Regions from separate parts of the Sus scrofa genome. Here region 2 is linked to region 1. Evidence: chromatin contacts called from public HiChIP or PLAC-seq data. All regions are on one chromosome and are shown on one strand. The core of a region is the stretch at or near the end of the contact, and the rest is flanking DNA. Distances in the headings are between cores, read along the strand shown.

Evidence for each region. HiChIP or PLAC-seq counts read pairs in DNA pulled down with a chosen protein or histone mark.
Region 2: an H3K27ac HiChIP or PLAC-seq map of skeletal muscle shows a contact between it and region 1, with 3 times the contacts expected there. The contact joins two enhancer-like sites. A contact is called at or near these places in 1 of 47 Hi-C or Micro-C datasets (embryonic fibroblasts) and 1 of 2 datasets of contacts at active chromatin or transcription factors (skeletal muscle).

Annotation. Positions count from the first base shown.
Region 1 is chr9:57,361,846-57,365,875 of Sscrofa11.1, forward strand. No RefSeq gene overlaps it. Among named protein-coding and RNA genes, the nearest start is that of SNX19, 190 kb to the right of the region's middle. Within about 2 kb of position 2,341, at least 38 of the 83 cell types and tissues checked have an H3K27ac peak or open chromatin away from gene starts, as enhancers often do. A contact at or near this core is called in skeletal muscle, where this site is marked.
Region 2 is chr9:57,503,561-57,507,590 of Sscrofa11.1, forward strand. No RefSeq gene overlaps it. Among named protein-coding and RNA genes, the nearest start is that of SNX19, 53 kb to the right of the region's middle. Within about 2 kb of position 1,846, at least 1 of the 83 cell types and tissues checked has an H3K27ac peak or open chromatin away from gene starts, as enhancers often do. A contact at or near this core is called in skeletal muscle, where this site is marked.

The sequences.
Region 1 (4,030 bases), core at 1,091-3,590:
AGCTCCAATTTATACAGGATTCAGAAACACGGACAAGAGCAATGTACTGGTCAGTGGTCTTCCTTGGAAAAGATGCAGGACAATCCATGGCTTTCTGGTGCCTTTTCTCTCTTGCAGGAGCATTTATTCTGCTTCGTCTTTAATGTGTAAAGATTCAACAGTGAACAGGGAATGTGGCTGCTTTGGTGGAGAACCGTGCAGAGTTCCCGTGTGAAGCATAGTTGATTTCCAACGTCAAGAGTAGAAAAGGTGTTTCTGCTGCTCGGAACAGCCAGATGGCAGAGACACACAGGATGAGGTGTGGGGGGAGGCCCAGAGCTTCCGTGCCCTCCCCAGGCACCACACCCCCTGCCTCTCTGCTGTTCACCAACCCCGGCCTCGCTGCTGCCATGTGATCACGCTCTGATCGAGGGCCTTTTGAGCACTATGCTTGTCACTTGAGTTAAGAGCTTTCAAACACTGTTTTATGAAACCCTCACAACATTCTTATGAAGTAGATGTTATTATTTCTTTTACAAATGAGGAAAATGAGGCTCTGGGATTAATGCCCGAGGGTGCAGAGTTGATAAGCGGTGGACCCAGGATTTGCCTTCAGTCAGAGTCCACTGAGTATTTAACTATTATATTCAATGCAAAGAAAGTACTTATCGCAGTGAAATACTTAATGAAAAGCTGAGGGCCTGGAGCACAGCAAGTACTCAGTTACTGATAATTAGTGCCTCATCAACAGAATTTTGAGCTCACAGGGGGCAGAGAACAACCATGGGGGTATATATGTATTTTTTCATCTCCAAGTGTACAGAGCAGGACAGGACCATAAGTGCTTAACGCTCGGTGACCGACAATGACTTCGGAAGTAGGAATATGCGTGGAGAAGGAGCAGTTAACTTGGGTTCAGCACTAGTTCCAGGCATGCAATGTGGACATGTTTGGTGACGGTCAAAGCTCGCCTTTCCCAGAGGAGCCCGGCTGGCTGGGGTTAGAATCTCAGGCTCTCCTAGGGGCAAAAGAGCCTGGGAAAAGCAGCAAGGAGGAACAAGAAGGTCATTGCCAGCTGTAAGAGTTCTAGGATTTGGTTTCCAAAAAAAAAAAAAAAAAGTGGGGGGAGAGGATTTGGGTTCTCTGGGCTTTCAGACCTGAGGGCAATTGAAGGGACTTTCCTAATTCTTGGAACCAGCCACCAACTGGTGAGTCAAGGAAATGGTAAGGAAGCAGAGGGGAGGTCACTGTTTGACACCCTTTGGGGGGAAAATATCCAAAAATGATTCTGGCATAATCTTACTCTCAGTCTTCGTAGGAAAAACTGCGGGGTCTCAAAGGAACAAACATTGCATGGTCAGATGCAGCATCTTCCAGCCTGGGTAGCACCCTCCCCCACCCCAGTCTCCTTCCTGCAGGGCCTCCCTCACCCCAGGGTCTAGGTCCCCCTCCCAGCCATCCAGTACATCAGCCCTTCTTGTGTTCGGGCCACTCTTCGGCTGAGGGGGCCCCTAAGGAGCCATCGTTATTGTCAAGTGTGTGGACAATGGGTCAAGCCAGAAAATTTGGTTAACCTTGAAGCACCACCTAAGCATGAAGGAGCAAGAAGAGCATCCCAGACAAGCCCGGGACCCCTGAGAGGTCCACTCAGAAAGAATTGCTAGGGCTTGGTGGACAGGCCTCCCTGCTTTCTTCCAGTGCTAACAGCTAGAGGGAGTTAAAAGGATTTCTGAAAGGTTTATTTTGGGGTGGGTTTGAAAGCTCCCCTCTCTTGCTCTGTTTTTCTTTTTAGACAGCTTTGCACAAGGGGCAAGTCTCCTGCCAAAAGGCCTCGTAATGCCCCTCTTTGGGGACTGAATTTATCCGCTCAGCTGTCCCTTGTAAATTTATTCCTGTGTGAGATTTTTCCCAAACCATTCATTCCTCTGCTTAGCTCAGGCAGCTGGAATGCAGGGAAAAAAAATACATTTTTCTTTTTCTTTTCTTTCTTTTTTTTTTTTTTTTTCCCAAGAATGTGCTTTTTGTGTGTCAGGAGGGACTGGACTGAAGAGAAAACAAAACAAACGTGTGCACTGAAGCCCACGCAGACGCGAGTGTGAACAGCCCTGCCAGTGCCTGGGGGCCCTGGCTGGTGAGGGTGGCAGAGGGCTCTGGATGCCAGCGAGGAGACATCTGCGACATGGGCCTCAGGTCCCCAGCCTGGGCTGGCTGGCCAGAGAAACACCTCACTGGGTGTTTCCATGACAACATCACAGTTGAACTGGAATGGAAAGCCTCGTGCTTTTGAGCCTGGAGCGGCTCTCCAGCTGCACGTGTGCACCAGGCCGGCCCGAGGGGAGGAGGAGGAGGGTGTTGGGAACTTTTACTTTATTTTTCCTTGAGTGATTATGGTCTCTGAGGCAGGTGAGGGCTGTGGAAGGGCTGGAGGTGACATACGCACTTAAAGAATTTGGGTTGCCTTGGGGACAGTGAGAATTTTCCTGCAAGGCATGGTCTCTGGGGAAGCCTTGCATCTGGAGCTGATAGAGAAAGGCATGCCAGTGGGCGTGAGCAGGCCCGTGAGCTGCTGGCTGGCCTGCTGGCCTCCGCACCCCCAGGACATCTCTCCTTCCAGGGTATCCCAGCGCCTGGGGACAGGCAGAAATTTGGCAGCAAGAGCAGAAGAGTCAGGACAGACGTTTGCTCCCATTTTCTGGAAAGGACTCCAGGGCCTCGGAGCAAAGGGGGTCTGCAGTGAGCAATAAGCACAGGAGATTAGAGGTCCGGGCTGCATGCTATTCCAGCTGCAGCAGCCTAGTTCCAGGTCCCTGTCCAAGCCCACAGCATTTCGTGAGGGTTTCTTCCAAGAACAGCTTCATGGGAAGGAGCACAGAGGCCCTTATCCCACTGGGAAGTTCAACGTCCCCTTATGGGCTAGTGGACAGTTTCAACATTTAATGAGTCTACTCTGTCTCTTTCTGCCTATAGAAAATACATGCCTGCCTATAGAATATACACACCTGTGTCACTTAGATCCCTACAGCACCAGAGTAATTCTCAAGGACCTGCCACCCATCTGGGAGGCTGAGCGTGGTTTTGGCTTTAGAGAAGGGTCCCTTCTTCTGTTGTATTCTTGGGTCCCTCCTCCCCCTTTTTTGGAGCTGGGTTGATGGGACTCAAACGACCACAGCCATGCCTAGAAAGAGGCAAGATAGGAATGGAAGAGAAAGCCTCTGTCTTTAGGGAGCTGGTGGTCTGATGGGGGGTGTGGTAGGAACCTTAGGGCCACACCAGCCTGGAAAACAAGTCAGGGAGGGGAAAGGCACAGACTTCTCAAACTTCACGGTGCAGCAGAAGCAGCTGGTCATCCTGTTAAGAGGCCCATTCAGTCAATGTGGGTGCACTGAGGTTCTGCCTTCCTAACCAGCTCCAAGGTGATGGCAATGCTGCTGGCCCATTGGCTGCCCTTGGAGGAGCAAAGGCTAGAATGATCATTCCATGGAGCCAGGAAGGGATTTTTGCACTGTGGAGAATGGAAGAACATTCTTTTTTTTTAGCTACATTTGAGGCATGTAGAAGTTCCCAGGCTGGGGATAGAACCCACTGAGGCATGAGGGAACTCCTGGAAGAACTTTTTTCTTTTTTTTTTTTTTTGTCTTTTTAGGGCCACATCTGCTGCATATGAAAGTTCCCAGGCTAGGGGTCAAATTGGAGCTGCAGCTGCCAGTCTATGTCACAGCCACAACAAAGCAGGATCCCAACTATATCTGTAACCTACATCACAGCTCATGGCAACGCTGGATCCTTAACCCACTGAGCAGGGCCAGGGATTGAACCCGAGTCCACATGGATACGAGTCGGGTTACTTATCACTGAGCCGCAACAGGAACTCTTGGAAGAACATTCTTTTTTTTTTTGTCTTTTCTAGGGCCGCACCCGTGACATATGGAGGTTCCCAGGCTAGGGGTCAAATCGGAGCTGTAGCCGCCAGCCTACACCAGAGCCACAGCAATGCCAGATCCAAGCTGAGTCTGTGACCTACACCACAGCTCACGGCAACGCTGGATCCTTA
Region 2 (4,030 bases), core at 596-3,095, 140 kb after region 1:
GTACAACTGGGAGTTGACCAACTTTCAAGGACATTTGCAGTTCTGATGCTCATTGGTTCTTTCATTTTTATTTTTTTGCTTTTTAGGGCCACCCCCGTGGCATATGCAAGTTCCCAGGTTAAGGGTCAAATCAGAGCTGCAGCTGCCAGCCTACACCACAGCTCACGGCAACGCCGGATCCTTAACCCACTGAGAGAGGCCAGGGATTGAACCCGCAACCTCATGGAACTTAGGCGGGTTCAATAACCACTGAGCCACGAAGGGAACTTCTCATTGGTTCTTTAAAAGAAAGTCCTATATCATCTCCTGCCTGTCACATGATCAGCCATCACGGTCTTGCCTTTGCAAGGAAGAGTTCACCTTGGCGTGCATTTTCCTCCACATTAATTCAGTAAACAGTGCGTGCCTCCGGCATTGCCGACACTGCTGCGGGGACAAGCTGGGAATACAGCCAGTCCTGGCCCCTCTGGAGCTGGCCATCTTATGGGGTCAGTCACACATGACCAAAATCTGAAAATGTGCAGTATCTGTAATACACTATAGTGTGATAAAATGTAACAACAGTCCACCAGCGTTAAGTACCATGAAGAGAAATGAAACAGCTTGAGGGCTGGGGAATGAGGAAAGCTGTTTTAGAAAGCGTGGTTGGGAAAGTCCTCTCTGTGAAGGTGGCATTTGGTGGGAGACCGTGGACGAGGGGGTGAGCCCTGGACATCCAGAGCAGACATGCCAGGCAGGGTCTGATCCCAGCGAGCTGGGTCTGGGAGGAAGGTCAGGAGGCCGCGGGTCAGGAAATGCGGCTGTGTCGCTGGATCCCCTCTCAGGGTTTGATGCCAAGTGTGATGGGACATCAGTGCTGTGAGCATGTTGCCAGGCAGTGGGGGCACTGAGAGACAAAATACAGTCTCTGCATGGAAGGGCCTAGAAGGCGCGCTCCTGCTAACGTGTGGCCATAAAGGCCAGTGGTGGGAGCTGTGTGTGGGATCTGTGCTGCCGTGCAGCTTCGTGGTGCTCCAGGGCCTGGAGGTGGTTGCTCTGACACCTCGCCCAGTAGAGGAACAGCTTCTGGACTGTAAAGAAAGGGAGAGCCGCAAAGAGGCACTTTCAGTGGAGAAGCTTGAGTGGGCAAGACCTATTTGGGAACTGGCCCAGCAGCCACAGCAGTGTCTCATAGTAGAGCCCAGGAAGTGCGTGAGCATCAGGCAGATGCAGGAGGAAAGGGCCCGCCCGGCCCTCCTCCCCAGGCTGCATGAGAAGGGGCTGCTCTTCAGCCCAGAAGAGCATCCTGACCAAGGGACCAGGCCCTCCTGCATGTCTGGCACATGGGAGGTTGGTGGTTCCCTGAGGCCTCGTCCTCTCCAAGAGCTGGAAGGGATGGTGGCCTCACAGGCCACCAGGCCCATGTGCCCTGTGGGTGAAGCCCTTGCCCAGGGGCCCAGCTAAGGAAGGACGGAGGTCAGCCTGGCCTTGGGTGCAGGTCTCTTGTCCTGTGCACGGCTGCGCTCTGCATGCTGACCAAGCCTTCCAGATACGCAAGGGCGTCCTGACCAGGGGTGGCCTTTCTGCAAACCAACATGATGGTCCAAGAGTGAGCCGGTTCCCGTCTTGGTCTAGGCTTCCCTGGGCTTCTCCCAGGTGGGAAAATTTGCAGGACCCCAGGGTACCAGGCGCAGCTCAGAGCCTGGGCCCTCAGGCCATCTGTCACTGAGAGCTGGGATAGGGGACACTCCTGGGACCGTCCCGCGTTCGAGCCGTGCCTGCCAGCAGCACGCTGGTGCCTGTCCGCTGCCACCGGCCATGAGATAATGTCTCTCCATTTCAGGACAGTGACATAGTCACATCAGACCTCGATGGCCAGTACGCACATTCCAGGCCTGAGACCAGGGTGGCAGTGGGGAAACCTGAGCTGTGGGGAGACATTCTCAGGCTCAAAAATCACAAACCCGAGAGGGAAAGGCATTTGATCAGAAAACGACACCATTCGGGTTATTTTAATGCCCTGGATTTGCGCTGCCCTTTAAGTGGAACCCCTTCTGTCACGGTACCACGGTGCCAAGTGGCCCGGGGGCAGATGACCTTCACTTGTTTTTAACCAAAGAACAAGGTCCCGCCTGGTTCGGGTGCTCCTCAAGCTGCTGATGGGCCTGTGTTTCCCGAGCCCCAATGCGTGCAGGCGGGTTGTGGGGCTCCGTGGCGCGACTTGCTCTGAGCACGGGGAGAGGTCTCTTCCCTTCCGCCCCCCTCCCCAGGGACAGCTCCTAAAGGTCCCCCCCTTTTTAGGCACTGTGCTGTTGAATGCCATCTGGGTACGTCCCCTGACACTTGAACGTGCAACTAAGGGGTAGGGGTGACTGTCAGCTGCTCAGAGAGGCAGTTCCCCAAACTGTTGGTCAGTTCTGATTGAGCACTATTTAGGGACCCACTGGGTCCTGAGCATTTTGCCGTGTGCCATGGAGAGTGCAAGCCCCCACACACCACAGGCTGGACTTGCAAAAAGTAGGTAAGAAAAGTGCAAAAGACAAGACAAGTACTCAGAGGGCTAGAAACAAATGGTCCAGGACCGACTGGTCTGGCACGGATGACAATGACATGAGGAAGGAAAAGAGAGACTGTTCCAGTGGACAGTCCACCTAAGGCAAGGCCTGGAGGTGGTGACGAGCATCCCCATATCAACGAGGCACCTAAGGCTTCTTATGGCTGAAGATTGAAGTAGAAGGGCTTTTTCCGAGGAGGGTGGGAGCACCTGCCCTTAGGCTGGCAGTGATGCTGGGTCAAAGTGTGTGGTTTATACATTTTTAAAGCTTTAGAGCAATGAAAAGCAGCTTGAATTAATGGCGAAAGGACCAACTGGAGTTCCAGGGGATGTGCACTCTGGGATGAGTTTTCACTGAAACATGGATGGCCGCCGTATGTCCAGTCTGCATGTGGAGGAGGATGCCGCGGGGGGCAGCAGAAACGTCCCTGAGCTGGAGGGTGGAAGGCCTGGTCTTGGGCTCCCCAGTGACAATGACAAACATTTATTAGGAACTGTGTGCTGCAGCTTATTCAAAGGGTCCTAAATATAGTAACTCAGCCCCTCCCCCATTCTGAGGACAGTACCATTATTATTCCCACTTAATGAATGAGAACTCATGCACAGAGATTTTAAGTCACTTATGGAAGGACACGGAGCTAATCAGTGGTGAAGTTGGGATTCACACCTGGTTGTCTGTTGTCCGACCTTCCTCGTTCCCTCCTTCCTTCCTTCCTTCTCTTTTTCTGTCTCTTTATGGCCGTACCCACAGCCTGTGGAAGTTCTCAGGCTGGGTCACATTGGAGCGGTAGCCACAGCAACACGGGATCTGAACTGCATCTGTGACCTACATCACAGCTCACGGCAGCACTGGATCCTTAACCCACTGAGTGAGGCCAGGGATGGAACCCGCGTCCTCACGGATACTAGTCAGGTTTGTTACCGGTGAGCCAGAACGGTAACTCTTAATCCCTGTGCTGTTGCCTCTTGAAACAAACGAGGCGAGGGATCACAAGCAGAAGACAGACTCTCCATATTTGTTTCTTTTTCAGTAAAATGAGGACACTAATAACTTCCCAAATTACCTTTAAAAGTGATTATAAGGATCTAAATAAAATATTGGATATGAAATACTTGGAGTTTATAAGCTCCTATACATGGGTAAAGTATTACATTCCTCAGAGGAATGATGAAAAGATTAAGTGGGAGAGCTGATGGAAAAGACTGTAGGGAATGAAAAACCCAAGTGTGGGCCCTGATTATCAACGCTGAAGGCTCACTGGGTTTGAGGAGGTCCTGGGATGCCATGGAAACCTGGGGGCGTGGCTTATTCCTCAAAGCTGCATGGCATCCTTAACCAATGCGGTTTCAGCAGGCTTAACCAGGGAAGGGAGGAGAGGGGCTTTTTATTCTAGGAGCCCAGAGAAAGTCAAGAGATCCCTCTCAGAGGATCTCAAAGCTACTTCCTTTCCTCCCTCACTTTCAGTCATTCCTTCTTTCCTCAAATTGAGGCCCCAA